Linked DNA regions of Sus scrofa: region 2 is linked to region 1. A link is a contact called in public HiChIP or PLAC-seq data. All regions are on one chromosome and are shown on one strand. Each heading gives the region's core, a stretch centred on a gene start, on an enhancer-like site or on the middle of the called end of the contact. The rest is flanking DNA. Distances are from core to core; before and after follow the strand shown. Region 1 holds the start of CACUL1 (CDK2-associated and cullin domain-containing protein 1). Region 2 holds the start of BAG3 (BAG family molecular chaperone regulator 3).

Region 1 (3,460 bases), core at 298-2,797:
TCTTTAATCACATCTGAGAAAGACCTTGTTTCCAAATGAAGTAAAATTCACAGTTCCAGGGATTAAGACATAAACATATCTTTTGGGGAGCTACTATTCAACCCACTGCCAACTATTAAATATGTAAAAACCACCTACTCTGACAGTAGATCTTTCTTTTGTCAACTTTTGCTTCAAGTATTTTATGACCATGTTATTAGGGATATATTTATGACTCTTGTATCTTCCTTGCATACTTAATCTAGTTATTCCCACTCACCCACCTAGAAAGTCTATGGATGACAAACTATCGGGTTGTTCATCTGAAAAAGACTATAATTGGTCATTCTGCTTCCTTTTCTTGCTGGGCATAGAATTCTCAGGTTACATATTTGTCTCCTTAGCATTTCATTCAATAGTTTTTTACTTGAAAAAAATTTTTTTTCTTTTCATATTCACCAAATGTCCCAAGGCCAGAGAATTAGTATAGTTCCAAGCCTGGATAATTAAAAAAAGTGTGCTGATTCCAAAATTTTGTCATTAAATATTATGAGGGCGTATTGTCTGAAGTTAAATCATAAGCGATTGCTATAAATGTTTCATTAAGTATTTTACAGAATATATGGGGAAAATATGTGTAGAGAAGCTGAATCAAATGGGGACACTGAAGTCTATCACAGACAATTTCTGAAGTAATTCTGAAGTAATTCTTCACATCTGTGGAAATAAAAGACATGCTTAAATGTAATAAAGGGTTTTTCTAGGCCACCTTATCACCAGCAATGAGAATGATTTTCACAATAAACAATTACGACCTATATTGTCACATAATATACAGCTATTGCTATAATTTGAGAATTCAGAGAAATCAAAGAAATTACAATAGTTACATAGTCTTTATCTGTCCTTCAAGACTCTCATAACATAACCTCAAATTCATAGTGAGATTTGTGACCAGCATACGGAGAGTGGCATTTTTGGTAAATTTTTTGGCCTCAGGTACGCAGAGTTAAGGAACTTAAAAAAATCCACTAATAGCTCAAACGCATTAATTTTTTTAAGCCACCCTGCTGTTTCGGTTGTCACTCTTGATTTTGAGGGTTTGGATCACTTGGGCTGAGGCCTGGGAGCAAAGGCCGCCCAGGCCAGACCCATCCGTTTTATAGCGCGAGACCCCGAGTCTCTAATGGCCTGCGAGTTCCGTAGTCAGGCAAAGGCCGGGCTGCGAGGCCCTTTGCGGTGCGAAGGCTCGGCATTTCGGGAGAGCCAAAGAAAAACACCACCAAGACGCTGAGCCTGGGTTACACGAACCAGCGGGGAGTCTCTGGGCGCATCTTCAGCAGCCAGTTGGACCCCCCGTCGTCCAGGTAACCAAACTGAGAACGCGCGTGCGCAGCCAAACTCCTCTATCACGTGAGGGTAGGCCGGGGGCGGGGGCGGCGAATCCTCCTCCTGACTGGTCTCCCAGTCACTCTCTGCGCGTGGCCAGCAGAGGCTCTACTGCTTGGAGGTGACGCACAGCGCCCGCCCCTTTTTGCTTAGCTTTCTCGCGGTTGGTTCCTCGCGCCACGTGCCCTCCTGGGCCGCTCCCCCAGCTGCCCTTTCCAACTGCCTGTTGGAAGCTGCTGTAAAATGTCGTGAGGGGCGCTGCCGCTTTACGGCTGCCTCTCCCCAGACTGAGCCCGGGAGCGACCGACCACCGCGGTCAGCGCTGTCTGTAAGAGTCGGCCCGGTGGAGACGGAGAGCCCCGGTGCACTGCTGCCCTCCCTGCCGTGCCCGTTCCGGCCCTCGGCGATGTGAGCTCGAGGAGGCTGCGGTGCCCCCCCCTCCCCCGGCCGGGGTTGAGACAGGCGGCAGGTGCCTGTGAGGCAGGCGGGTGCTGGGGGCCTGCAGGATGGAGGAAAGCATGGAAGAGGAGGAGGGGGGCAGCTACGAGGCGATGATGGACGACCAGAACCACAACAACTGGGAGGCCGCCGTGGACGGCTTCCGGCAGCCCCCGCCACCCCCGCCGCCCCCCTCTTCGATCCCAGCTCCTGCCCGAGAGCCTCCGGCGGGTCAGCTGCTGACGATGCCTGCGGTCTCCGTGGACAGGAAAGGCCCCAAGGAGGGGCTCCCGATGGGGCCTCCGCCACCGCCGGAGGCCAATGGGGTGATCATGATGTTGAAGAGCTGCGACGCGGCCGCCGCCGTGGCTAAGGCGGCCCCCGCCCCCACCCCCAGCTCCACCATCAACATCAACACCTCCACCTCCAAGTTCTGTGAGTCCAGCCTTTCGCCAGCAGCCTTAGCTTTTCTCCTCCCCGCTCGGACGTCGAACCCACCCCCTCGGCCAGCCCCGCTTCCTTTGTTTCTGGCCTGGGTCTCTCCTCCCCTCCCCGACTCCCTCCCCCATTCGCTTGGTGTCTGCGGCCAGCTCTGAAGCGGCCCTGGCTTCTTGTATTACCTGGCTTAGAGGAGCAGTCTGATTGTGCACACTGCCCCAAGTTCTCCTACAAACGCGATCGTATCACAACTGGCTATCTCTCAACGTTAGGAAGCTCTTTTCTTCTCCATTCTCCCTTAAGTTTCACTTTCAAACAAGAAAGGAAAATAAGGCTGCCTTAATTTCGTTAGGGAGAGGCCTTCATTCGTTTTTTGCAGCCAGAGGAAAAAGAAACCTGGTGACTTGTGTTCCTGTGCTTTTAGCCAGTCTGCGTTAAACAAGTCAGAAATTAGAAAGTTGACCTGTTCTACACTTCGTTCTTCCTCCAGTGTACGCCTTCTGCATCCTGCTAGGGAAATGTAGGAGTTGCTTCTTGAGTAACACCAGTGCAGCGGGAGCTGCGACATCAGTTTTGAAGTTAATAATGTATAAAATTACTTTTTCAAAGCCTACACTGGTAAGAATAAGCCATTCGGTGTGTGACCAAGTCCAAGGTTATGTTGAATGTTGAACTTTATGTTAGTGATCTGCCTTAACTCTCAGTTGCAGGCAGAAAGATTTAGGACCAAACTCTGTTTTGTAACTGAAACTGTCTTCACAGTTGTTGTATGCTTCCACAGCTAGAAAAAAGAGTGCTTTTGCTTTTTAAGTGGGGTTTTTTGGAGGGTAGTGGTTGTGAAAATAGATCGTCACAGCCAGATTTTTCTCTCCTATTAATAATGCAAGTTTTGAATGACATCTGGTAAAGCAACTGGAGATTTCATTTCTAGTTACTAATTTTATCAAGCTGAACCACTAATTGTCCAATTAGCTGTGCAGAGAAAGTATCTGCCTTGCTGCCGATACACAGTCAGAGCCTTACATATTTTTTTTTTTTTTGAACAAGCACTTAATTTTATTTGCCTTTGAGATACTGCTTTAGACAAAAACACTCATGTAGGTATGATTGGTAAGATTTGTCTGTGGTTATTTTTCCCCCATATTGTGCGCACACGAGAGTAATGATTGTATCATAGTTTGTCTGTTGAAGGCTCAGTGGTGAAACCAGACCAGGG
Region 2 (3,396 bases), core at 818-3,317, 760 kb before region 1:
ATCCCAGCTAATTACAGCCTCTTGTACTAATTTTCAAAAATAAACATACAATTAATTTCTTATAAATGTAAGTTGCTAAATATACCCTGTCTCACTGTTGGGCACCAGAACTTTATATACACTTTTAAGAAAAAAGTACATTAAAATGAAAATGGATAACAGATCTTTCTTCTGAAATAATGACTTACAAAGCCTTTAATTTGGTGAATTTTTAAGTCTTCAAAATAACTTACCAGCTCATGACTTTTATTTTTATTTTGCCCAAACAACATTAACGCTACCCTTAATGTAGACCTCTTTTTGCCAAGCTTTATCTTTTGAAAAAGCTCAAATGGACAGAAAAATCACGAGAAAAGTACAGTCATAATTTTTTAAACACTCATTCCGAGTTTATATTTTCAAAATTTCAGGCTCCTAAGGATTAAGAAGTATATACCCTTACATAAATGTAAATAAGGCATACATCTGTATTCACAAAAGCATTACTACTCAATTATTTGTGTATTAGAAACAAATCCTGGGTATTGTAGTAACATAACAAGGAAAGGAATGTATTGCCATTTAAAAAAAAACAACAACACTTTTTCTCGCCAGTGTGAGGCAATGTCTAAGTCAATAGCCAACTAGGCGACAGTCTCACGTCTTTAGTTTAAAATTGCCTGGGAGAACAGCATCTTTTTTTTTTTTTTTTTAACAAGTCATTCTAGAATATATTCTTATCGAAAACAGTTTCAAACAAGAATACAATTTTAATTTCAAATTCAAGGGGCGGGGGGGATGTATTTACGTCAGTCTCCTGAGTCACTCTGTGCCTCAGGTGGAAGACTGAAGTCAAGATACCCTCAAGCAAGTTCTGGAACTTTGGGAGGTAAAAGTCCTTAGAGATCCTAAGAGACCCCCCCATCCAAGCTTGCCAAAGGCCCCCTGGCGTCCGACCAAGCGTGATCAGCAGAGTGAAACCAGGCTCTCAGCCCTGGAAGCCGGGCGGAGGCCGCGGTGGGGCCTGGCCCGGGCCTCCGAGGCTGACCAGGCCGATCGCCCCTCGCCTCCTGGCCCACGGCCCCTCGAATCCAGCCGGTGGACCGGACCTGGCACCATGGGGCGGGTCGCACTTCCCGCCCGACCTCCGGAAACCAGATGCAGCCCAGAGAGGACAGTCCTCCCCGGGGCCTCCCCCTCGCCCCGACGCCGGCCAAGGGCGGGCCTGGGGAGGGGGCTCCTGGGACGCGGCAGGCCGACTCCTGAGAGCTGGTGTCCACTTGGGGGTCTGTACGTTCCCAGTGGCCTTCACTGACCTCTGGGACACCGGCGCGGGCGGGCTGTGGCCGGCAGGCACCCTGCTCCTCGCGTCCCCGCAGCCCGGCCCAGTCCAGCCCGCCACCCCCATCCCCGAAGCCCTGTCCCGCCGCTCGCCGTCGGGGCGCGGGGGGGGTGGGGGTGGGGGGAAGTGCTGGCCAGAGTGCAGCTCGGGTCCCGCTTACCTTGGGGCCCTCGGGGGCACGCGCGGGTCGTTCCACGTCGTGGTGCGGCTGTTGTGGTCCACGAAGAAGGGCCAGCCGGTTTGCGGATCGATCTTGATTTCCCAGCCGGGGGGCAGGGGGTCGCGGTCGCCGGCGCCGTTGCCGGACGCCATCTGAACCATCGGCGAGTGGGTGGCAGCGCTCATGCTGGGTCGGGGTCGGCCCGGAGGGGCAGCCGCCGGGGTGCCGGGTCACAGGGTCGCGGGGTGCCGGACTTCCAGGCGCAGAGTGGCTCGCTGGCCGAGGCCGGAGCTAGAGTCTTGTGGGCTGCCGACGTGTCCGGGAAGCCGGCGCTGGGCACCTTTATGAATTAAAGGAGGGGGTGACGTGGCCGGAGAGGGCTGGAAGTGTCTGGAAATAGCCTCCACGCTGCCAAAGGGGAAGGAGGAGATAAAGGGAGGTAGCAACTGGCCGGCTAGAAACTTCTGGTCCCATCCAGAGAAGTTGGCGGCGGCGAGGGCTGGATGCGGAGCTCCGCCCTGAGTCATCGGCTATAATCGTGGCGGGGCGGGGCGTGGGCGTGGTCACGGGCGTGGCCTCCCTGCCGCCCCTCCTCCACCCCACCTCCTCCCTCGCGCCAGCTTCCTGGGTGGGTGTCACCCGGCTGAGACAGCCTCAGGGTGGGCCAAGGTGCACCCGAGGCATCTCCCTGATGCTGGCTGACTGGACCAGCGAGCCCCAGGGACGTCGTCTTTGTGTCCTGGGCGGTTTCGGTTTTCAGACTGCCTCTTCCTGTTCTTAGGACTGGGAGTCCGCACTCAAGAGTATCTGCTGCAGTTCCTTATAAAAACAAAGTCATCGTTAGCCTTTAAAGTCTTTGGGTTTAAACCAGAGTCTCTCCCCACCTCTCATTTGTACCCCCATATACTGATACTCGGGGCACTGGTGTCCCTCCGTTATGTTTTAATCACTTTTCTCCCTTGGGCTTAACGGCTGTCGGAAGGAGCGCTGGAATGTTGACCTGACACAGTAACCAAGCCAGGGGAAAAATGGAAGTGCAAATGGAAACTCACCTGCCTTTCTTTCAAAAAAACCTGAAGACAGAAAGATTGCATCAGCCCATGGTTTTATGCTCCTGAACCTCATAACTCAAATAAGAAACTATCATTGCTGAACAACTTTAAAGAAAAAAACACATTATTTGGAGTTTTGGTCTTTTTTATGGTAGAGGTTGGTTCTTGCTGTCTTAAAATTTGAGCTTTACTTGAGAAGTAGGGAACAAATTGAATCATTAAATGTATTTGTTGGGTTGTTTCAATAATCGCACTTGCAGCCTGAACCCAACACCTCAATTCCTCTGGGAGAGAGAGTGTGTGCCCCCCAGAGGGAGAATGTTGGGGAGGTACTAGTTTAAATCTTTGGGCCTGAGACTCATTCCTTTCTCCAGAAGCACTTTGAGAAGGTGCCATGGCTTAATACTGGGCCCAATTTTCCAACTCAAATGCAGAGACTACCCAGGAACCCTCAGAGGCAATACCTTTCCTCTCTTCCTGCCCTCAAATTACTCCTTTTGGAGCAAACGATAAGAGGCCTACCAATCATTTCCAATGGAATGATTCTCACTTACACAGGTGTTCTTATCAGCTTTAAAGTACAAAATTCAGTTTTGGGAAAACGCAGAGACGATTAAGCCCCAAGGACTGACTCAGGTACCAAACACACAAGAGACTGATGTATAAACCCAAATGCCAGTGCACTAATTTACCCTAAGTACTACTATTGAAGGAGCTGGACCCTCAAGCGCCTTATTCAGTGGCTTTTTTGGAGGGGAGTCGCACCCCAAGCTTATGGAAGTTCCCAGGCTAGGGGCTGAATTGGAGCTGTAGCTGCTGGCCTTCGCCAGAGCCGCAACAACACCAAATCCAATCCGTGTCTG

What was found. HiChIP or PLAC-seq counts read pairs in DNA pulled down with a chosen protein or histone mark.
Region 2: an H3K27ac HiChIP or PLAC-seq map of alveolar macrophages shows a contact between it and region 1. The contact joins the promoter of BAG3 here to the promoter of CACUL1 in region 1. A contact is called at or near these places in 1 of 47 Hi-C or Micro-C datasets (heart right ventricle) and 1 of 2 datasets of contacts at active chromatin or transcription factors (alveolar macrophages).

The regions. Positions count from the first base shown.
Region 1 is chr14:128,747,192-128,750,651 of Sscrofa11.1, reverse strand. CACUL1 (CDK2-associated and cullin domain-containing protein 1) reads left to right here and starts at 1,547. Exons shown (of 9, transcript XM_003483565.4): 1 at 1,547-2,241. The coding sequence starts at 1,875.
Region 2 is chr14:129,508,911-129,512,306 of Sscrofa11.1, reverse strand. It overlaps BAG3 (BAG family molecular chaperone regulator 3), which reads right to left and starts at 2,067. Exons shown (of 5, transcript XM_021073458.1): 1 at 1,478-2,067; 2 at 1,296-1,475. The coding sequence starts at 1,666.